Linked DNA regions of Mus musculus: regions 1, 2, 3, 5, 6 and 7 are each linked to region 4. Evidence: chromatin contacts called from public promoter capture Hi-C data. All regions are on one chromosome and are shown on one strand. The core of a region is the stretch at or near the end of the contact, and the rest is flanking DNA. Distances in the headings are between cores, read along the strand shown.

Region 1 (3,117 bases), core at 592-3,091, 1.5 Mb before region 4:
ACTGACTCTCCAAAGAACCCATAAGTTTCTACTTCATGACTCTCATCAAAAGAAGCAATACAGAGAAGAAGGGAGGAAGCGAAGAGACAGAGTGGGGCTGAGGCTCCTCAGCTCAGCTGGGGATGTCATTTCCTGGGAGCTGCAATGCCTCTGCTGAGGATGCTTCCTCTCAGAGCTGTGTGGCTCTTGGGCCCCCATGTCTCAGGATGCCCTCCCATTGGAATACCTTCTCTCCTCAGCTGTGTCGTTCCTGGGCTTCCGAGTCCCAGGATACCTTCCCATCTGAGCAGGAACACTTACAGTATCCACCACACTCTCTGACGTAAAAGAAGTAGACCCGAGAAGGAGAAGCCATGGAGAGAGGGCAGCCATCAAGGAAGAAAGAGTTCCTTAAAGCAGTAACTAATATCACTTGGAAGTCAAACTTTTTGACTCTAAAAATAAACATTAGACTCAATGTTCAAGTCATGCTTGCAACTAGGTGTCAAGGACATGCTCAAGGGCAGCTAGTTTGTCATGTGAGCATCAGTAAGACGTAAGGAAGACTGGGAATGTAAAATCTTCCCAAAACTTGGCTGTGAAGGGATTAGATTAAAGACAACTGGAGAGGGAGCTGGTGAAGAAACTCCAGGCAAATGGGAAGGGTGGAAAGGCAGACAGTACAGAACTGACAGGTCCTCAGTGGGGAGGGGGGGATATTTGTAAAGGGGAGATAATATAAGAGGGATTGTTGGGTTGATCCAGGCTCAGGTTTTGCCAAGAGTGCGCCACAGTGGTACAGAGGTCTGGGAAATCACAGGAAAGTATGGCCTAGATAAAGGAATTTATTGTGAGAGGGAGGGTGCCTCTGCCCACAAGGGGCGCTAGTGAGACACGAGGGATGGCTGGCGGTGATCTTGAAAGACAGGTTGTAGACAAATGGTATCTGAAATAATTTCGGGGAAAATGCTTCCAGAGTCGTATCCCTGCTTTCGCGGAATTCCATTCGTCTATTGACCCGTAGGTTCTAGACATACCAGATGCATAGACAGAACTTGTCATAAAAAATGTGCTAAGCCGGGCGTGGTGGCGCATGCCTTTAATCCCAGCACTCGGGAGGCAGAGGCAGGAGGATTTCTGAGTTCGAGGCCAACCTGGTCTTCTACAGAGTGAGTTCCAGGACAACCAGGGCTACACAGAGAAACCCTGTCTCACCTCCCCCCCCCCCCCAAATGAGCTAAACGGGAGATGGTTTAGCAGTTAAGAGCACTGACTGAACTTCCAGAGGTCCTTGAGTTCAATTCTCAGCAACCACACACGGTGGCTCACAATCATATGTAACCGGACCCAATGCCCTCTTCTGGTGTGTCTGAAGATAGCGACAGTGTGTTTGTGTTTGTGTGTGTGTGTGTGTGTGTGTGTGTTACCGTCCTGTTAATAGTAGCTTTACAGAGCCGGGCATGGTGGCACACGCCTTTAAATCCCAGCACTTGGGAGGCAGAGGCAGGCAGATTTCTGAGTTAGAGGCCAACCTGGTCTACAGAGTGAGTTCCAGGACAGCCAGGGCTGCACAGAGAAACCCTGTCCTTGAAAAACCAAACAAAACAAAACAAAGTAGCTTTACAGCACTACATACTCAAATTTCCCTTAATGTCTTGCAGCCTCTCCAACTACAATTCCCATCATGCCCGGCAGCTGCGTTATCAATGATTACCCACATTCCTAAATCCTGTTTACCAGCCCAGCATTCCTAGCTGTCATGCCTAAGAATAACCAATTGAATTGGAGAACGCCAGCGGAGGCCGACCAATCTTCCGGTAGGAGGGGCGTGGTGACAGCAGGCCCCGCCCTGCCCCGTGGCGATTCTTCCCTCCTGTCCCTGGGCTGTACTGTCGACATGGGCACCACCTGGAGGAGCCCTGGACTCGTGCGGCTTGCACTGTGCCTCGCTGGCTTAGCCCTCTCACTGTACGCACTGCACGTGAAGGCGGCGCGCGCCCGCGATGAAAATTACCGCGCGCTCTGCGATGTGGGCACGGCCATCAGCTGTTCCCGCGTCTTCTCCTCTCGGTGCGTGCAGACATGGAAAGCATGGGGCTCTTGAAGGCCAGGTTACCAGATAATTTTGGAGTCTGGGGTCGCAGTGTCCACAGAAAGGACACTTTGAGAGCGGCCTGGCTCCATGGGTTTTGGTGGGTAATCGGACGTGCACACTGGACCTCACAGAGATACTGGTGCTTGAACGCTTTCTGAGGATACTGTAAATACCAATGATGGGAAGACTGGAGGAGGCAGGGCAGTATATTGCATAGAGACTGAGGAAACTTGAGATGATACAAAGCGGGAGGAGGGGGTGGACTATTGGCTGTGCTGAGGGGACAAAGTGGCTCACTCTGTCCGGGTTGGAGGACCAAATGTTAGTGGGTGGTGAGGGAACTGTAGCTTTGTAGGCCCAAGCAAATAGATTTCCCAGTTGTGATCACCGTAAAGCGAAATCAAGCTGGGAAAAACTTTTAACCTTTCATTTATTTGTTTGTGAGGTGGCACATGCATGCCACTACATGCATGTGGAAGTCAAGAGAATAACGTTCGGGAGTTGAGTCTCTCCTTCTTTGTGGGCTGCGGGGGGATTCGATCCAGTTGACAGGCCTGGCAGCTGATACTTGTTTTTCCTGAGCCATCTCACCAACTCCTGAAAAATTATTGATAGTCTGTGATGACAGGCCACTAAGAGCCCCAGGACATGCCAGGTCAATGCCCTTTGGACTCTTAGTAGGTGGAGCTTCTTGCTAATCACTGTTCTACAAAAAAGCTCAAGAGGCACTTGGCCTACCCCACTTACCTGCTTCTTTCACTTCCACCAGGTGGGGCCGGGGCTTTGGGCTGGTGGAGCACATGCTAGGAGCGGACAGCGTCCTCAACCAATCCAACAGCATATTTGGTTGCCTGTTCTACACCTTACAGCTGTTGTTAGGTGAGTGAGTGGCTTTGCCCCTTCATGACCTGTCTTCTGAAATCCAGAGCAGCCCCACCTCGTGTCGTGTCGTGTCGGTGACCCAGACAATTGACACCCAGCTGCTAATTACTGAGCAATCTCATCACAAGGAGTCAAGAAAGCAGAACACTTAGCAGGAGGCT
Region 2 (3,071 bases), core at 396-2,895, 1.5 Mb before region 4:
AAATCCCAGCAACCACATGGTGGCTCATAACCATCTGTAATGAGATCTGAGACCCTCTTCTGGGGTGTCTGAAGACAGCTACAGTGTACTTACATATAATAAATAAATAGGGGCTGGTGAGATGGCTCAGTGGGTAAGACACCCGACTGCTTTTCCGAAGGTCTGAAGTTCAAATCCCAGCAACCACATGGTGGCTCACAACCACCCAGAATGAGATCTGACTCCCTCTTCTGGAGAGTCTGAGGACAGCTACAGTGTACTTACATGTAATAAATAAATAAATTTTAAAAATAATAATAAAAAATAAATAAATAACTTTTTAAAAAACAAAAATTAAGAGATGAGTAAGAGCTAGCCAGGAAGACATGAGATTACTTATAGCAAGAGCAGGTGATAAAAGGCACATAAACACATAGTTTTGGCGGGCAGAGCAAGATTGGTCTGGCAATAGCCCTTACTAGAAGTGCCTAGAAACTGGAAAGGTCTCAGACACCTTTAATCCCAGCACTTGGGAGGCAGAGGCAGGCGGATTTCTTCTGAGTTCGAGGCCAGCCTGGTCTACAGAGTGAGTTCCAGGACAGCCAGGGCTACACAGAGAAACCCTGTCTCGAAAAAACAAAAAACAAAACAAAAAACAAACAAACCCAGTCTAAGGAGTTTAATTATGTTTTGAGACAAGGTCTCTCTATGTAGTCCTGGCTCTTCTGGAACTTGCTATGCAGACCAGGCTGGCCTCAAACTCACAGCCTTCCCAGGGCTGGGATTAAAGGTGTATGCCACCATGACCGACATTTATTCGTTTAAATTAGATGTATTTATCGTATTAGGGGGTGGGGGATACTCTTATATGGATTCTGAGGGCAAACAGTAAGAATCATTGTCTCCTTCTACCATGTGGGTCCTGGGGACAGAACTCAAATCACCAGACTTGGTGACAAATACCTTTATGTCCTGAGCCATCTCAGCTCGGAGTTTATTTTGAAGCCAGCAGCTTGAGGTTTATTTTGAAGAGGGAAAGAAAAGGAAGAAAAGATAAGGAAGATAAGGAAACGTGTTTTTAGGAACTGGGCTGTCCTCTTTGCTGGCGATGAGGGGGCAAGAGAAATGTAAAGACAGACAACAAAACACCAATGAAGGAACAGATATAGCAAAAAAAAAAAAAAATGAAGCCTGAAATCGAACCAGAGTGAATGTTCACAGGCCAACTCTGTATTCAGCTGACTGGTGGCTTTACAGGTGAAAACAAGCATGGCCTGACTCCAACCTCCAATTACAAAGTGGGCTTCTCAGCTCCCGAAATCCCGCCTTCTTACCTGAGTCACCACCCTGGCCCCAAGACTCCCAGCCCCACAGAGCGCCCATTCCTAGGCCATGCCCATTCCCTAAATCCCGCCCCTAGGCCCTGGGCCCCGCCCTCACGCCAGGTGCTATCCGGCCGCCGGCACAGGTACGTTTCTCCGATCTCCACGGTGACTTCTGGTTCGCCACGCGCCGGAGTCGGCGGAGAGACCCGGCCCGGGGACCGGGCAGGCCCCTCGACTGCTGCATTTTCCCCCGGGCCGGGCTCTCCCTCCCCTACAGTTCCTGAAGTTGTTGCAGCAACTGCAGCTGTAGCTCCCTGTGCCGCCATTGCTGTGCCGGAAGTGACCGGCCAGAGAGCCGCTTTTATTTCCGGATCAGTGGGGGCGGGCATAGTCTTGCGTGTTGGAGGTGGGGAGGTTGTGACGTGGCAAGGTTTTGTTTTGTGCGTACTGCGTGTGGCTGTTGTTGCTAAAAATTGGCCCAACTTGAGACAGGGTCTAATTACAGTCCTAACTGACCTGGAACTCGCTATGTAGACCATACTGGCCTCGAGATCCACCTGCTTCTGCCTTTTGAGTCCTGGTATTTAAAGACGTGCACCGCCACACCCGGACTTAGCTATTTTTGTGGAGTTGTTTGTTGTGACATAGCCCGGGCTGCCTACACACTTGCTGACCTAGCTCCTCCTGCCTTGGGTTCCCGAATGCTGGGATTAAAGGCGAGCATTCCTATTTCTTGAGAAAGGTTCTCAGAGGCTAGCCTGAAATTCATTGAACGTGCAGCAGTATCCTGGGGATTACAGTTGTACTCTATCACTGAATTAAGTTTTATGGGATGCTTGGGGCCAAAACCCAGGGCTTTTTATATGCTACCCACTCTATATTTGCGTCTCTCGCTCAGGGTGGGAGCAAAAACCAGTTGAGACAGGAAAAGAACAGGTGTGCCAAATAAACTACCTTCAAAATAAACTTACTCACTCTTTCTCTCTCTTTTTTTTTCAAGACCGGGTTTCGCTGTGTAGCCTTGGTTGTCCTGGAACTCACTCTGTAGACCAGAAATCTGCCTGCCCCTGCCTCCCATGTGCTGGAATTAAAGGCCTGCACCACCACTGCCCGGCAACTTCTTTTCTCTTAAGAATTTCATGTAGCGGGGCTGGAGAGATGGCTCAGCAGTTAAGAGCACTGACTGCTCTTATGAAGGTCCCGAGTTAAGACCCCATGGTGGCTCACAACCATCCATAACAAGATGTGACACCCTCTTCTGGAGTGTCTAAAAACAGCTACAGTGTACATGTATTTACATATAATAAATAAATAAATCTTTGAAAAACAAAAACAAAAAACCTCGAGCGTGGCCAGGGAGAACCTTGAGTGGTTGTCTAACCTCCACCTTTCAAATGTTGAGGTTAGGATGGCACCACACCAGGTTCATGCACTGCTAGAGATTGTACCCGAAGCTTCATTAATGTTAGGCAAACACTACCACTGAACATCTCCAGCCAAGAAGGGTTTGAGCAGGGAGACAGTGCCTGGAGAATCTGTAGTGACACTCCTCCAAGTACAGAATACCAATTCTCTGAGACTCAGTAAAGGTTAAACCATATATACATATGGTTAAGTCATAGCTTTATATAAGCTATATAGCAGCATTCAAGGTAAACTTATTGGTAGATGAATTGGAGTAACACATGTCTAATTTGCTGTTTAACTTCACCTTTCTACACACACACACACACACACACACACACACACACACGTGTTTTCCTTAAT
Region 3 (3,205 bases), core at 143-2,642, 1.4 Mb before region 4:
TCAGCTCCAGATTCCCAGTCATGTGTCTCTCGTACCAACTTCGTCTGATTTTCCCAGCCTTCCCCAGATCCAAGCCTCTGACCCCAGGAGTCAGTAGCCATGGTCTCACTCCCAAGGTGTGGAGCGGTTTCCATGGCATGTGGAGGCCCGTGCCTTCGGTGGCTCTCAGGAGCATGAGTCCTCATATGGCTCTGGAGGGCCAAGCGATTAGAAAAATCCTTGCCACAGGTGGTACAGGGGAAAAAAAGAGTCTCATGGTTCCTCTGATGGTTGGCCAAGTTCTCCGGGTGACTGCCATAGGGGTGAGGGATGCCATCGGCTTCCTCCCCGTCCTGCTTAGCAGATGAATGGCGCAGTTCTCGATGCCGTGCCAGTTCTGGGAGGTTAGGAAAGTGGCGCTGACAGTCAGAGCAACTGAATGAGAGGGGCATGTCCTCCATGAGGCAAAGCGGTAGAAAACCCCTGGAGGCTCAGGAGGGACAGACAGGTGGCAGCAGCATTCTCTCTGCAGAAGGGCTGAGGCCTAGAAAGGGGGGACAGTAGTCAGAAGGAAGGATCGAGTCAGTTTTGTTTCTTGGTTACTAAAGCAAGTCGCAAAGAGGTTCCCCAAACATCCATGCCAAGGGACCCGCTCTCTCTTAGGTCTGGAGGTTCAGAAAGCCTCGCTATGCACAAACTCCTAGAAATGTTCCCCCAGGTTTAAGTCATCTCTAGAGCCTGAGAGAAATAAGGAAAATAAAATCTGGAGCCTAGACAGACTGATTTTGTTTTTTAGGTTATATATAATGGATCTTATTGATCTTCAGACTGTGCACTCTATCATTCTGACAACCTAACAAAAATCTATGAGGTGTGTGTTTGTTTTTGTAACAACGAACCAGAACTATTTGCTTTTGAGATATGGTCTCAGCTCACTGTAAAGTTCAAGCTGCTCTGGGATTCCCTCAGTCGCCCAAACTAGTTTCACACTTATGAATTTTCCTACCTCAGACTCCTGAGAGTTGAGATTGAAGGAGACAGCCACGACTGTTGGGCAGGCCTTACACAGACGTGCAACCTTTCTTTCTTCACTCTTCAGCTAAACCGAGTGGTCTGAAAAGAATGGCAGAGCAGCTGCTTTCTTCAGTGGTCACCTATGTGTTGTAGAAGGTAGAGGCCCTCTTAGGGACGAACCTGGCTTCAGTGGTCACCTATGTGTTGTAGAAGGTAGAGGCCCTCTTAGGGATGAACCTGGCCTTTTCAGCATCACACTGTTTCCCTGTTAGGCGTTAGTTTTACTTCCTTTAAGTACATTTAATCCCATTCCATTTCAGGTTGAAAGTTCATTTTATTCTCTGCCTTTTCTATCCCCTACCTACCTTACCTTGCTGTCTCCAACACTTTTCATTCCCTCTTCTACTTTTTCTCTAAATTATGATAGCAACTCAGGCTGGACAGTACCATGGGCCAAGCACTGCTGTTACACAAGTGTATTTGGGGTGGGTGGGTGGCATTTCAGACAGGGTCTTACTATGTAGCCCTCGCTTCCCAAACTGGGACTAGAATCATGCGACACTATGATAAGCTTGTAAGTACATTTACACCACTAAATCCAAAGCCGTGTTACCTCGTTTTTTTACATAAACTCACTTCAAGAGGCAACCTTCATTCCAAAACCAGCAGCAGCTATTCATTTCTGCCACATCATCTGGCCTTTCTCCGGGGCTGACTAGTCTCCTGGGACCCTAGCACAACTATTTCTAATCTCACCAGCTGAGCCTGGTCCCAGAATTCTCACTTCTCAAAACTCCTTCACTCGAGTCCCCTTTTCCTAACCAACCACCATCACATTCCTGTAGAGTCACTCGTCTTTTCTGCCAATTTCTTCTCTAGATCCCTACCTCGCACCAGGAGTGCCTTCTGGTTCCCGCCGCCGGCGCGTCCGTTGGAGGTCGTGAACGGGAGCGCGCCTGCGCACTGGGACCCTTACCCTAACTGCAGCCGCGAGCCATAAGTGGTGGCTGGTGCGAGAGTTCTCGAGCCCATACACACGCACACTCAGCCAGGGTACCCGGGAGTGGTAGCTGAGGGAAAGGTGCGGGAGAGAGGAGGAGGTAGAGGGAGCAGGGACAGCTGGTATGAACCCAGAGTCTAGCCCAGTTCCGCGGACACTTCCTATTGTTACCAGGAACCAGGAAGTGTCCTAGATGCTAATGCTTCCCCGCGAAACTTCCGCCTGGGAACACTTCCTGTCCCTCCCGCGGGCAGTGTTTCCGCACGGACACGCTTCCGGCGCTAGGTTCCGGGTGGGCCCGACTGTTTGTTTTCTTTTTGTTGTTTTGAGACTGGGTCTAACTCTGCAGCCCGGGCCGGCCTCGAGCTCGGAGCAATCCTCCTGCCTCAATTTCCAGAATGCTGGAGCTCCCAGGCAGCGTGAGCCCCCACGCTCCGCTGCGGGCGCAGCTCTGGCTCCGCCCACGCAGGTCGGCGCGGCGTTCGGATGGATTTAAGCCACACTTCCGTCCAGAGCTGCTGAAACCCTTCGCGTGCTTATTCGGGCAGTACGGTCACAGGAAAGACCCTGCAGCCCCGGCTACGGCGCTTTGGTGACACTTTTCACGAGGTTCCATAAAAGCTTCTTCCCAGGGCTGGCGTGGAGGGATCCTCGCTGAGTCCTTTCCTCGCTGTTAGAGGAAATGTGGACTCGACGTGGACGCGGGCACCACAAAGCCCGAGCGCCCTCTCCGCATCGTCCCACCTCCTAGCTCCTGCAGACGCTTCCGGCGACTTGGCGGGTGTCCGCCGTCAATCAGCCCGGCGTGCCAGCCCCTCAGCACCCAGAAACCCTTCGCAAGATACTTCTCTGCTTCCGCAGGCTCGGGGCTGCTTCCCTAAGTTTTTCCTTCCTCCCGAGCAAGGAAGGCGGCCTTCCACTTCCGCCGTCTGCCCGGCGGCCCCTCCCCGCCCTCCCTCCGGGTCCTAGCGCCTGCCCCTCTCCGACTGTCCCGAGCTCCGTCGGCGCCAGGCACCGCCGCCAAAGCTGCGGAGCCTGCGAAAACCGATCCAGGTAGGACACGCCGGCGGGAAGTCGCGGGGGCTCGGGCAGCGGCCCCCGACGCGGTTTGGGGTGCTCCCGGCTTCACGTGTGCTGCCGAGCGGACGGAGTTGACCAGGCGCGAGCATCCCGGGCGGGGCGAGCCGTGAGCGGCCTCGGGCGGGCTGCGGG
Region 4 (3,186 bases), core at 639-3,138:
TTTTTTTTTTGAGACAGGGTTTCTCTGTATAGCCCTGGCTGTCCTGGACCCAATAAGGTATCTTATTGACTTTGGAGCGCTCTGTCTTGGCTGGCCAGCAAGCTATTGGGGATATGCCAATCTCCAACCTTCAGAGCTGGGATTACAGATAAAACTCCCAGGCCTGGTAGGATGGGAAGGGAATTTCAGGCCCTTTACTATGGAATCCAAGGTCAAGGGCAGACCATAGAGGGAGATCTGAGGGGCTGGAGCAGCAGTCCAATAGAGCATGCCATAGTAATACTACTGCCAGGAAACAGAGTAGGGGCAGGTCTGACATCCTTGAGGACACTCTAACCTCTGCCCAGAGGAGAACAGGAAAAGGCAGAGGACCTGGGACCAAGAAAGCTGGTGTCTCCCAATCCACAGAGGCCATGAGACAGAGGGGGAGAAGGAAGGAGATGCATGTATTTGTGTAGGGTGCTGTAGGGATACCTGGGAAGGAAGGGAAATCATAGGACTAAGCTCAGAGACAACAGGCTGAGTTTCGAGCCTCGAGGCCCAGAGGAAAATGAGGGTGGTTCAGAGAAATGCGAAGTTTCTGGCTCGTATTCTGGGCTGATCTTATGTCAGCAAGAACAAGAAATGATACCCATGGGTATCATGGGTAAAGATGATTGCTACACTTAGCTGTGACTGACAAGAGTTGCTGACAACACTTGTGGTGTTTCTCTGCAAAATAGAAAGGGGCACTCAGGTTCTGGGACACAGTCTTTTCTCTGTTGAGCTACCTGAAGCTCATCTGAAGCCCTCCTCGCCCTGCATTCCCTGCTAGAGGGGCGCAGGCAGACAGGCTGTCGGGTGGGTTGTGTTGGGAGCGGGTGCCTCACCTTTCAGGATGGCCTGCAGGGAGGCCACCTCCTCTTGGCACTGTCTCTGCACTGCAGCCACTGCCTCCGCCTTGGTGCTCTCGCTCACCTCAGCTACAGCCTTCATGGTTTCCATTTCTGCCAGGGCACCGGCCAGTTCGGCACGAAGCCGACTGAGCTCACTTGACTCGGATGCATCCTTTTGCTTCTCTTGGGGCTGGGGATCCAGCGCTGTGGGGAGCGGGGAGTGGGGGGGACAGTGACCAAGATTTATTCCCACGGCTTGCCGATCTCCTAACACCTCAGGCCACCCAGCAGTCCAGTAACCCAGTCCTACTCTCCATCTACAAGGACCTCATCCCATTCCCCTGGTCCTGCCCCTCCCGGAGTCCCAACTAACTTGGCTCGACCGTCCAATCCCTTCCAGTGGCCCCGCCTCGCCCCCTTACCTGCCCCACCCACAGACACACCCACCGTGTAGGCCACGCCCACCCCGGTGGGCGCTGTGCCCCGCCCCCTTCCCGAGCCTCCGCGCTGGCCGGCTGCCGCCAGCAGTCGCATTCGGCTCCGCCCCCAGCCCCCTGCTCCCCACGTGCGCAGCGGCGCAACTCCCGCACCGATTCCTGGCCGCCGGTGCCCCCGATTCTCACCTAGGGTTGCTGGCGCAGCTGCCATCGTCTCAGCCCAAACGGCGGATTCCCGCACTCACTGGTGATGGCACTCCCGCTTCCGGGTCCGCTCGGCTGTTTCCGGATCCGCTCGGCTGTTTCCGGATCGGCTCTGCAGGGGCCGCGGGGGGTGGGAGGGCGGGATGGTCAAGAGACGCCGACTGCACTCGAGTGGACGCGCGGCCTGGATCCCGCCTTTCTTGCAGCCTCGTGGGACCGCCCCCGCGCTCCCGCGCTCCCTGGAAGCTCCGAGGGCTTCGGGTCTGCGGTAGTCTTCTCTGGTGCTGAGGATCTGCTGAGGCTCCACTCGAGGCCACCTCCTGGAACGCCTGGTCTTAGTCCTAGAGGACGCTGCGCGCGGCCTCCTCCTTCCCTCCGCCCGGCCGCCCTTCCGCCGTAACCCGACTCGCGTTACTGCGAAGTGTGCCCGGCCCGCCCAGCATCTCCGCCCCGCGGGCCAGGGCTGGGTTGGCGTTCTGAAGCTTGGCGCAGTCAGTGGCAGAGGTGCGAAATCTACGTGTCTCCAATCCCATTTTCATATGGCTTCCTGCAAATCTCTTTCTCCACTCCCAGGGCTGTAAATCTTTCAGCCTGGGTCTGGGTCAATCTCTCATTATGTATGACCTCTCGCTTTGGAGAGTCACAGCAATTCAAACAAGTACAGAGCCTGGGTCCCCCTGCCTCCAAACCGGTTTTCTATAAAAGACTTTGAACCTGGAAGTCCTTGATTCTTTGTGGTCTCCTTGGAATGCACACCAGTGTACTTATACCAGGATGCCTTCCTCATTTCTCCAGCACTAACACCCAATCGTAGTACCCATCACGCCTGAACTAGCAAGATAACCCTTATCTCCTCCTCCTATGTGCCTACTGGTGGGCTTTTAGTGTTAGAGGGAGCCCACTACAGATTATCCCCAGACAGCCTGTGGTGGTTTGAAAATGCTTGGCCCAGGGAGTGGCACTATTTGGAGGTGTGGTTTTGTTGGAGTGGGTATGGCCTTCTTGGAGAAAGTATGTCACTGTGGGTGTGGGTTTTAAGACTCCCTCCCGACCCCCACCCCCGGCTGCCTGGGAGCCAGTCTTCTGTCTTCAGAACAAAATGTTGAACTCTCAGCTCCTTCTGCATAATGTCTGCTTGGATGCTGATATGATCCTGCCTTGAAAAATCTCATGAAAGAGATTTATTGGAGGGTCCTGGGTGTGAAGAACAAATCCAGGGGTGGCTGCCCTCTGTTCCCAGGAGCAGACAGCACGGAATTAAATAGAGGGCAGAGCTTAGATAGGATTTCTTAGGGGTGGAGCTTTTCAGGGCAGAGAGTTCCAGATTAAGGATTGGTGGGATTTCAAGTCCTGACTTTGGGGAGCTCAGGGATTGGTGGGGTTTTGCGGGAAGCCCAGAGATTGGTGGGTTTCCCTGCTTAAGGATTGTTGACTCCCCCCCCCCCCCCCCCCGCCTTCCTTTTTTCCTGCATCTAGGCTATGGGTTAAGGTAGGAAGTCCTTCCTGGCCACAGCCGGCTTTTACTGAGGCACCACCTCTGTAGGGCCGCTGGCGAGGCTGGAGAGCTCCTGCTGTAGTAATTCACCAAGAGTGTAGGCCGAGGCAGGAAAGGCGTTACCACCGTGGACAGCTCCTGCTGAGGTGGGGGCGGGGGTAAGGAAATGCATCCG
Region 5 (3,090 bases), core at 269-2,768, 1.6 Mb before region 4:
AAAATTACTTAGTAATGACATTTGACTCTGAGGAATCTGGGGACTCATAGGAGTAGGAAAGGGACAACATCCTTTGTGTAGGCTGTAAGATGCATATATGGCCATAATGATCTGAAAATTATGGAGGGATCAATGAGGAACCATAAGCCATGAGTCAAGGTACACTGGCTATCTCACCACAATTGCTGCTGGTATACCATGCCACAAGGATGGACACTCTGTCACCCTGCAAACTTAATCCATAGTTGTAAAGTGTCAAGAGTTAAAACTCTGCTGGTCCTAGTGGCACACACCTTGATCCAAGCACTTGCGATGCAGACACGTGGATCTCGAGTTCCAGGACAGCCAGGGCTACAGAATGGCATCCTGTATAGAGGAGGGAGGCTCCTTAAGCCAGATGTGGTAGAATACACCTGCTATTCCAATTCCAACCAGTCAGGGGGCTGAGCAAAAAGGATCAGGAGTTCAAGACTAGCCTAGCTTACACAACAAGGTTATCTAAAGTAAATAAATAGGCAAAGCATTAAGTGGTGACTAGGTAGCGGGCCCTTGGCACATGCTGGGCATTATAACAACCTCCCTAGCCTCCCCTCCCCCACAAAAGCACAAGAGCTACAAAAAAGTAGCTTTGTTCACTAGCAGCAATATGATCTAGATGGGTAGATGGAGGACTCTTAAGACTGGACTCTCGGAGGAAGTAACATTTAACCTGAGGGTTGAGGAGCCAAGCATTTGTCTGAGAGAGAAGCAATTTCAAGGTTTAGGGAACAGCATGTGCAAAGAATTGAAAAAGCAACTCCAGAGGAACTGAGCTTGAAGATAAGGGTAAACTGGCAGTGTGGTATAAAACAAGACTGACTAGATCAAAACTGGGATGGACCAGTAGACCCCCAGCCATGTTTAAAGCCAGTTAGGAATTCTGGGTACAGAGCAGGCTCCAAGGTCATCCTAACCAGCCCAGGAGTAAGGGGGTAGCTAGCTGTCTACTCAGGTCTCTACACTCCAGTTGTCATCACACTACAAAATATTTAATAGCTGGGGCATTTGGTAAGGTTTCAAGAAGCCTTAGCCCTTCCAACCCAACCCATCATGAGCCCAGGTCCCCCACCTTCTAGCAGATGTGAGGCTGAGAGATGGGAGTGACAAAAACTTTTAGCTGAAAGAAACTAAGGTGAAGACATAGTCACTCTCTTTCGCACTTCATTTTGTCCAAATCTGTGGAATTCAAGGGGCTTAGTGTTCTAGCTGTTAAAATTCTAATATTCAATGGCATGTGAGTGGATCCTAAGATCTGGGGAAACAAAATTTGGGGCGTCTAGATTTCCAAGATTCTAAACCTCTATGCTCCAAGAAACTCAACAGAAACAGGTTGCTTTTCAGCAACAGCTGGTTTGCAAGTAAGCTCTATTGAGTCTCTCAGCATCTCCGGACCTGCCAGAGTAACAACTTAGCTCCACCCTCTGTCCCCACCCCACTTCCTCCACCAACCCACCTCCACCTAGTTTCTTCAGCCTAGCCAAAAAGCCAAGTCTGAAAGTCTTAGGGGCGGAAACCAAAACTAGTTTGCTGGGGAAAGAACAGGAGCTGTAAGAAAAGAGGGTGGGGGAGTCCCAGCATGCCCATCGGCCTAAGCAGCTGACTTCCTGGTCTTGGCGGGCTGGCAGCAGGCAGGCTGCAGCAGGCGAGCAGCAGCAAGAGTAAAAGGTGACCGCGGCTGCCCACCCCAGAGCCATGGGGCGGGCACGAGATGCCATCCTGGACGCTCTTGAAAACTTGTCAGGGGATGAACTCAAAAAGTTCAAGATGAAGCTGCTGACAGTGCAACTGCGAGAAGGCTATGGGCGCATCCCACGCGGGGCCCTGCTGCAGATGGACGCCATAGATCTCACTGACAAACTTGTCAGCTACTATCTGGAGTCGTATGGCTTGGAGCTCACAATGACTGTGCTTAGAGACATGGGCTTACAGGAGCTGGCTGAGCAGCTGCAAACGACTAAAGAAGGTGAGTGTGTCCCCTTGTTCGTCTACCCTCAACTTCCTGCACACCAGCAGAGGCTTGCCTCTTTGGCGCTTAACTGTTCCTCCTGCCATAGCCAAAAAAAAAAAAAAAAAAAAAATCTTCCCTTTGTAGCCTTGAACTTAGCACCGTGGGTGGAGTGGGAGTGAACCCCTGAAAGTCTGTTGATAAAGATCCACCTGGCATTTCTTTGCAGAGTCTGGAGCTGTGGCAGCTGCAGCCAGTGTCCCTGCTCAGAGTACAGCCAGAACAGGTGAGGCCTCCCCACCCTACCACACCCTTGCACAGCCTATCTTTGCCTATGTAGTCATGGTGGGTGGCTTTCCTTGATTCTCCAACCCCTAAAACTGCGTTAGTAAATTTTGAAGCAGTTTTAAACACTGCTTTCACTTCCACCCTCAGGACACTTTGTGGACCAGCACAGGCAAGCACTCATTGCCAGGGTCACAGAAGTGGACGGAGTGCTGGATGCTTTGCATGGCAGTGTGCTGACTGAAGGACAGTACCAGGCAGTTCGTGCAGAGACCACCAGCCAAGACAAGATGAGGAAGCTCTTCAGCTTTGTTCCATCCTGGAACCTGACCTGCAAGGACTCCCTCCTCCAGGCCTTGAAGGAAATACATCCCTACTTGGTGATGGACCTGGAGCAGAGCTGAGGTATCTTTTCCAGCTACATTATCTAGCTCCTGACTTTGTATACACAATTTTTGAAAAAACAATTTGTATTTGTGTTTACTCTCTGGGATGTTTTTGCTGAGCTAAGCTACATTTCCAAAGGCCATATGTGGCCCAGTGGTAGAACATATACCAAACATGCACAAATCAGTCTCCAACACCTAAATTCCACAGACCCAAGTTATGGCTTCTCCATTCTAGTGCAAAGGCTTCTCAAATGATTCCTGGCTCCCCATTTGGGAGCTTTTCCCATATTATCCCAAAAGGCTACCTTTGAGAACACATGTAACATTATCCAGGTCAAGCTAAAAAGCGAGAGGGGGGGATGGGAACCAGGTAATGGTTAATCCCAGCAACCAGGAGGCAGAGGAGGCTGTTCCAGAACAGCCAAGGGTACA
Region 6 (3,043 bases), core at 403-2,902, 1.8 Mb before region 4:
CAATCCTGTCGGGTAGCTATTGTTATTACACAAAGAATTCTTGCTTTGGAGGGGTTGGGTGATTTGCTTGGTATGTCTGACTTTTAAACTCACTTTCTAACTTTTAAAACTACACTTTCTGGCCTCCTGCTCTTCCATGTGAAGCCTTGCACAGGGACGGGTACTGTCCCCGAGAAGCACCAAAAACAAAGTATAAGCCACTTGCTCAAAAGTGAGGCAGGAGTCAGTATCTACTTCTGGTCTGGGCAGGTCCAGGTCTAATTTATGGAGAGAGCAGTGACGTCACATAGCATCACACCTGAGGAGATGAGTGGCGCTGCACCATCACAAAGCATGTACTCAGAGGCCTGGCATAATGGAAGGGCAGCGCAGATACTGTGGGTTGGAACCTTTCTAAGAAATGGGGGCGGAGCACTTACCCAAAGGGAGAATGCCTCCAAGTCTCCGCACTTCGGCCCGGCACGCCCCTTCTGTACAGCAGTTGGCTAGAATGCTGAGCGCCAAATCCAGCGTCTTGCGCAGGCGCATTGGCAACGAAGGCGTCAAGAGCGACTCGGCAGCGGGGGCGTGGCCAGGGGTAGAACCAGCTGACGCAACCGACGAAGGGGCGGAGCCAGAGGCTGCTTGGGACGGGGCGGGGCCCGCAGCAGCCGTTCGGCGGAGCAGGGCGAGAAGGGGGCGGAGCCCGCCGCGTGCCCGGAAGCGCTCAATCCCCTCTGCCGCCTTGATGTGGCGCGTGCGAAGAGCTAAGAGCGCGCGGCCCAGGGGTGTCTCGTTGGTAGCTGGGTCCTTTCCCCCACCTGGCCCCTCCCCGGCCGCCGCCGTGAGCTGCGCGAGGCAAAACGAGAGCGAGTCCGTAAGGGCCGGTCTCGCAGCCGCCATCTTGGCCCGGGCCTCAGGCTCCGCCCCGCGTCTCGCCGGTACTCTGAGAGAGCGGAACTGGAAGAGGGGGGCGTGGCCAGGCTGCTCCTCGGAATAGCGCCGCCGCAGTTATCTTGCGAGTCGGAAGTTCAAGTTCTAGATTCTGGAACTCCGGTACTTGCACAGTCGCAGAAGACATGGCGAGAATGGTATTTATCTGTGGGAAAGTAAGAGGCGCGTGCGGTGCATGCTGGGATATGTAGTCGGCGCCAAGCTTAGTGCAGTTTAAGTGGGTGAGAAACTCCTCCCGGGGCCGAAGAGTGAACTGTTGCTCCTAGGATCAGACGCCCCGCGGTGGAGTCTTAGTGCTGTCCTGTGCTCCCCAACGTGACTTAGCCACTTCGCTCCCGGTACGTCCTTGTCGGCGACGTTCAGACTTGATTGGCAACCCTCAAAGCGCGGTGATCAATGGCTCCGAAAGCCGGACTGACAGACTCGCAGAACCCCAAGCCGTTTCAAAAGTGCTAAGTTCCCGACAGAAAGGTCTCGCCAAGCGAATGAAAGAGTTAAACCTACCGGGAAAGTTCGCTGCCACTTCCTAGAGTCTCTCGGGCTTGGGGACCTTTCCGTTTCCGGTACCGGCCTCCAAGCCTCCAGTGCCCCGTTCTCCAACTGTGCTGATGAGTTAAACGGGTGGCATTTAGGAAACCGAGCGCTTTTCGGCCGCAATGGAACTTGCGGCTCCAGAAGTGACCAGGGAGAATCTAGATGGGGCTAAGCTGCTGGAGAACCGGACGTCAAAATTCCCGGGAGCCCCCAGGTCGCCCCTGGATCGCGAGACCGCGCTACATGAGCGCCCCCTCCTGGCGCGGCCGGAACAACCAGCCCCCGTGGAAAAAATGCTGGACCAGCAGTACTTATGTAGGTCAGGCTCTGGCCCCAAGGAAGAAACCTTTGTCAAGACCAGTGATCCTGCAGTCCCCAAAGCTTTCAAGTGTAGGGATTGTGGGTTGGCTGTACCCAGTCTCTCTGATCTCATTCACCATCAAAGCAGCCATGGGTGTGACCGCCCTTACAGCTGTCCAGAGTGTGACAAAAGCTTCCGGCGTGGCTCAGATCTGGTTAAGCATTACCGAGTTCACAGTGGTGAAAAACCATACCCCTGCCCAGAATGTGGCCGTTGCTTCAGCCTCAGCTCTAATCTCACTAAACACCGTCGTTCTCACTCAGGTCTCCGGCCGCACAAGTGCATGGAGTGCGGAGAGGCCTTTGGTCGCAGTGCAGACCTAGCAAAACACCAGCGGGTGCACACTGGGGAAAAGCCCTATGCGTGTGCTGAGTGTGGAAAGACTTTCAGGGTTAGCTCCAACCTGATCCAGCACCAGCGAACTCACACTGGTGAGAAACCCTACCGCTGTGGCCTCTGTGGCAAGAGTTTCAGCCTGAGCTCTAACCTTTTACAGCACCAGCGCTGTCACACAGGCGAGAAACCCTACTTCTGTGCCTGGTGCGGAGACAGCTTTGGGCGAAGTTCCTATCTGCTAGAACACCAGCGTTCACACACGGGTGAGAAGCCCTACAATTGCTGTGAGTGTGGCAAGAACTTCACCAACAGCTCAAACTGCCTACGGCACCAGCGCACTCACAATGGAGAACCGCCCTTCAGGTGTCTTGAATGTGGTCGTGGCTTTAGTGAGATCACCATGTTCACTGAACACCAGCGCATCCACTTGAGCAAATGACCTTTCCAGAATGTGGCAAAAATCTCACACCACAGTTCCATCAATGTTCACACATGGGCAAGAAACCCTAGAAGTTTCCTGATTGCAGCTAGTATTTTTGTGGACACCAGCCTATGCACACAAGCAAAGGCCTTTCATTTGCAGGTTTGTCAAGAGCTGCAGTCAGATTTCCCACTTGCTCTTCTACCAGGTGACCCACATGAGCAAGAAGACCTCCATCTGCCCCTTAATAAGGCAAGCCTTTGCCCATAACGCTTAGCCTTGTCTAACATCAATGGGTGTTCCAAGATGAGAGTTTCTGCAGTTATCCCTGGCTTCAATGAAGGGACCAGAGTGTTGTTAGTTTTTTTTTTTTTTTTTTTCTTTTTTTCTACGTCCCGAAGGTGACTTAACTAAGGGCCACTAATGGGGTTCACAAATGGCATCTGGGTTGAGCCACA
Region 7 (3,268 bases), core at 204-2,703, 2.0 Mb before region 4:
TTCCTTCATTCCCTTCCCTTCCTCTTTCCCTCTCTCTCTCCCTCCCTCCCTCCCTCCCTCCCTCCCTCCCTCCCTCCCTTCTGACTCCTTCCTTCTGACTCTCTATGTAGCTGCCTTAGACATTGCTATGTATATCAGGGTGTCCTCTAACTCAAAGAATCTTCCTGCTTCTGCCTCCGGAGTGCTGGGGTTGCTGGGATTAAAGGAGAGCACCATTATGTCTGTGTCTGTGTCGGTTTAGGCTCAGCTTTTACAGAGCCTATGACCCAAGAGCTATTTCAATGGCCAGGAAGCTTGGGGGGGGGGCGGGCGGCAATAGCAGCTGGAGACATTCAGAAACCCCGGCTTGGAAGCCACACTGATGGTGCTCACCTGCAAGCCGCAGCTGAAGACCTCTGCAGCCTTCAGGGGACGGAACATCCTCTTTGGATAGCACAAATGGCCGTGTTTGGAAATGATGGAGTGGGGAAGGGTAGGCAGAGAGATGGTGAATAACCACAGAGGGCCAGGGCTGAGGTGGCGTTGGGACTGCAGGGTGGACAAAAAGGGAGGAAAATAGAGCAAAATGGGAAGCTCAGAATAGAAGATATAAAGGAAAGTGCCAACTAGTGAAAATCCTGCGAAAGAACGCGCGCGGGGGGTTGGGGGGGCGACTGGGGAATGGTTTAGAAAAATAGCAATTAGCACAGCTAAAAATAAAGACCAATTTCGAGACAAAGCCAGACCCACAAGGAGAAAAATAAAACTCGCCAGAAAGACAATTCCTTGCAAACCGAATGCTCAAGAAAATGGGGCTAACGACACCCCCCTCTTGGGCTGTTTGGTAAAAAGAAATGGGAAACTAGATGAGCGTGGAGCGCGGCGCTGAGCAGGTGACTGGCACCAGGAGGAGCGTTGAGCCCGGCGCTGGGATCTACAGGATTCCGGTAGTTGAGCGCAAAGGTTCTCCTGAGACTGCACCCAAGTGTCGTCCAAGTTAAAAAATGTGCTGGCGCGCTCAGATCCACTCTGAAACCGCAGAGGCTCCAGACAGCGTTCTCCGAGGTTTGTCCCGGGGCTTGGAAGCCCCGGCACAGGCGTGGCGTGGGCCAGAGTGGGCGCCCACTCGCGGCGGCTTGGCTCGGGACTCTGGTGACGCCTCCCGGGCATTCGCGGCGTGAGCAGGCCGCGCGCCCACGGAATCGGGTAGACCCGGGGGCGATCTGGGAGGTGACTCGGGCCTGGCAGGGACACCGAACGCTGTATGTCTCCAGGCCGCGAGGGGAGGGACCGGGATGTGCGCGGGAGCTGAGGGTCACCCGGGGCCACCGCGCCCTGCCCTGCGCGGGTAACTGAGGGCTGGACCCAGTGCCCACGGGCGCGGGTGGGCAGGGAGAGGGGAGCGCGGCGGGGAGGAGGCGGCGGGCGGAGCCTGGAGGGGCGGCGTCGCGCGGGCTCCTCCTCCTCCTTGCCCTCTTCGGGCTTAGCCGCCGCGCTGCCCGGCTGCTCCGTCCTCTGGACGCCCGCGGCGATGTTCACCCGCGCCGTGAGCCGACTGAGCAGGAAGCGGCCGCCGTCTGGTAAGCGGTTGCGGGCGCTTGGGCGCGGGAAGGACGGGGTCGCCGGGTCCCCTGGCGCGGCTCGCTGTGCCGCCCGGACAGCAGCCGCGCTCCTCCCCGCTCGCTCTGTCCCAGCCGCGGCGGGAGCGCAGAGCCGGGGAGCCGCCCGGGGAGGAAGTTGGGCTTGAAGCGGGAGTCAGAGCAGCTTTCTTTCTAGAGAAGGTCTGGGAACCACGGGAGACACATTAACAGCCCCTCACTCCGAGGCAGCGTGGGAAGCCAGGCTTCCCTCCTGCGTGCAGCCTCTTTCTCGGGCGGAATGGGAAGGATGCTCCGCCGGACCTCTGCATCCCCGGAGTGGCCGGCCCCGCGGCGCCAAAAAAAGTGGAGTCCCAAGGTGGCTGCACACCAGGGCGGGGGAGGAACTTGTGTGACACGGCGGGGGAGTCACTTTGTTTTTCCCCCTGAACCTGCCTGACCCACAGTTTGGGGCAACTTGGCAAGACAAAGAACCCACGGTGCAGAAATGGTGATTTGAATCGTGCCATCCTTTTTGTTCTTAATAACACCTAACACTCTTTGATGGCTTAGGTTGTGGCCAGGAGCTGTGTTGACACCTTGTGTGCTTTCTCTTGTCTTCACCATTAGAGCAGCCGCGTCGGAGGGGTGGGGCTCTAAAGCCAGGGTGTTGGGTAACCTGCTCTACTCTTAGCTGATGGATTTTTTTAAACGTAGGTTTATTTGCTTGACTCTGGGTTCGGGGTTCAAAGGCTTGCTTTTCTGTCGCCCAGAGATTCACTACGCTTTAGCCGGTTTCCTCTTTTCACGTAAATATCAAACGTGGTTAAGCGGCTGCAATCAGACATAGACCCAATCCCTTGGCCACCACTCGACAGCTGTGCAACTTCTTTGTGACTGGGGATGTGCAAAGGGTAGCTTTAAGTGCTTAATTGGAGACTCCCCCCCCCCCATCAGCCACATGCAAATCATTTCATTAATTATTTAAGACAACCCCACTAAAGTCAGATTCCATAGAGTTATTGTAAAGAGTTTGCACTGTTGTCTTAATATGCGTTGAAATGCTCCATTAGTGTTCCCGAGTGGTCACATTCCCTTGTGATGCTGATGGCTGACACTGAGTGGTGGTCAGATTCTAGGCACCGGAGTTAAACTCCAACCTTGACTCTGCCACTCCGCCACACTGAATAATGAATGTCCTTGGACCTTTCTGTGCCGCAGAGCTGTGCTGGTGCTGGCTCAGTGTAGCTTGCAAGAACCAATTGCTAAATGTTCAGGGCATCTGGGAACTGGTTGCTACGTCATAGGTGGACTGAAATGAACTGTGGTGGGACATATCAACATATGTCAGACATCAAGGCTGGAACAGTGGATTTCAGGAAGCTGTGGACTTAACTACATACTTAAATTTTATTTTAGATCATATTTATCATGTGTATGTGTGTGCTCGTGTGCGTCTCTGTGTGTGTGTGTGTGTGCATATGTGTGTTTGCATGCTACAGCTTGTATGTGGAGGTTAGAGGATGACTTATGGAAATCAGTTTTCTTCTACCGATAGGTCCCAGTAGTCAAAATCAAGCCGTCAGGTTTGGATGTAAGCATCCTTACCCACTGAACCGTGTTGCTAGCCATTAACTACAGGTTTTAATTCTGATAAGGATATGCTTACATTACTAATAGTAGGATCAGCAGTTAAACCTGAGAAGCCCCAA

Evidence for each region. Promoter capture Hi-C pulls out the DNA fragments that hold promoters and counts their contacts. Capture Hi-C pulls out chosen DNA fragments and counts their contacts.
Region 1: a promoter capture Hi-C map of liver shows a contact between it and region 4, with 4 times the contacts expected there. The contact joins the promoter of Vkorc1 here to the promoter of Rabep2 in region 4. A contact is called at or near these places in 4 of 39 promoter capture datasets (liver, neutrophils and pre-B cells), 1 of 484 Hi-C or Micro-C datasets (B cells) and 1 of 9 other capture datasets (adipose tissue).
Region 2: a contact with region 4 is called in a promoter capture Hi-C map of neutrophils, with 6 times the contacts expected there. The contact joins the promoter of Kat8 here to the promoter of Rabep2 in region 4. A contact is called at or near these places in 5 of 39 promoter capture datasets (the C10 cell line, liver, neutrophils and 1 more) and 1 of 9 other capture datasets (adipose tissue).
Region 3: a contact with region 4 is called in a promoter capture Hi-C map of adipose tissue, with 2.5 times the contacts expected there. The contact joins the promoter of Zfp646 here to the promoter of Rabep2 in region 4. A contact is called at or near these places in 3 of 39 promoter capture datasets (liver and pre-B cells) and 1 of 9 other capture datasets (adipose tissue).
Region 5: a contact with region 4 is called in a promoter capture Hi-C map of liver, with 4 times the contacts expected there. The contact joins the promoter of Pycard here to the promoter of Rabep2 in region 4. A contact is called at or near these places in 3 of 39 promoter capture datasets (the SN4741 cell line, liver and pre-B cells).
Region 6: a contact with region 4 is called in a promoter capture Hi-C map of liver, with 3 times the contacts expected there. The contact joins the promoter of Armc5 here to the promoter of Rabep2 in region 4. A contact is called at or near these places in 5 of 39 promoter capture datasets (the C10 cell line, liver, neutrophils and 1 more).
Region 7: a promoter capture Hi-C map of pre-B cells shows a contact between it and region 4, with 2.3 times the contacts expected there. The contact joins the promoter of Rgs10 here to the promoter of Rabep2 in region 4. A contact is called at or near these places in 3 of 39 promoter capture datasets (liver and pre-B cells).

Annotation. Positions count from the first base shown.
Region 1 is chr7:127,894,341-127,897,457 of GRCm38.p6, reverse strand. Vkorc1 (vitamin K epoxide reductase complex, subunit 1) reads left to right here and starts at 1,841. Exons shown (of 3, transcript NM_178600.2): 1 at 1,841-2,049; 2 at 2,844-2,953. The coding sequence starts at 1,877.
Region 2 is chr7:127,911,091-127,914,161 of GRCm38.p6, reverse strand. It overlaps Kat8 (K(lysine) acetyltransferase 8), which reads right to left and starts at 1,645. Exons shown (of 11, transcript NM_026370.2): 1 at 1,420-1,645. The coding sequence starts at 1,630.
Region 3 is chr7:127,875,888-127,879,092 of GRCm38.p6, reverse strand. Zfp646 (zinc finger protein 646) reads right to left here and starts at 1,392. Exons shown (of 3, transcript NM_172749.4): 1 at 986-1,392; 2 at 1-523. The coding sequence starts at 440. Zfp668 (zinc finger protein 668) reads left to right here and starts at 2,257. Exons shown (of 3, transcript NM_146259.4): 1 at 2,257-3,046.
Region 4 is chr7:126,427,469-126,430,654 of GRCm38.p6, reverse strand. It overlaps Rabep2 (rabaptin, RAB GTPase binding effector protein 2), which reads right to left and starts at 1,888. Exons shown (of 13, transcript NM_030566.2): 1 at 1,499-1,888; 2 at 870-1,079. The coding sequence starts at 1,523.
Region 5 is chr7:127,992,295-127,995,384 of GRCm38.p6, reverse strand. It overlaps Pycard (PYD and CARD domain containing), which reads left to right and starts at 1,518. Exons shown (of 3, transcript NM_023258.4): 1 at 1,518-2,002; 2 at 2,214-2,270; 3 at 2,420-3,090. The coding sequence starts at 1,732. The coding sequence ends at 2,673.
Region 6 is chr7:128,235,966-128,239,008 of GRCm38.p6, reverse strand. Armc5 (armadillo repeat containing 5) reads right to left here and starts at 1,652. Exons shown (of 6, transcript NM_146205.2): 1 at 420-1,652. The coding sequence starts at 882. It overlaps 9130023H24Rik (RIKEN cDNA 9130023H24 gene), which reads left to right and starts at 978. Exons shown (of 1, transcript NM_177001.3): 1 at 978-3,043. The coding sequence starts at 1,590. The coding sequence ends at 2,603.
Region 7 is chr7:128,416,357-128,419,624 of GRCm38.p6, reverse strand. Rgs10 (regulator of G-protein signalling 10) reads left to right here and starts at 1,453. Exons shown (of 5, transcript NM_026418.2): 1 at 1,453-1,559. The coding sequence starts at 1,511.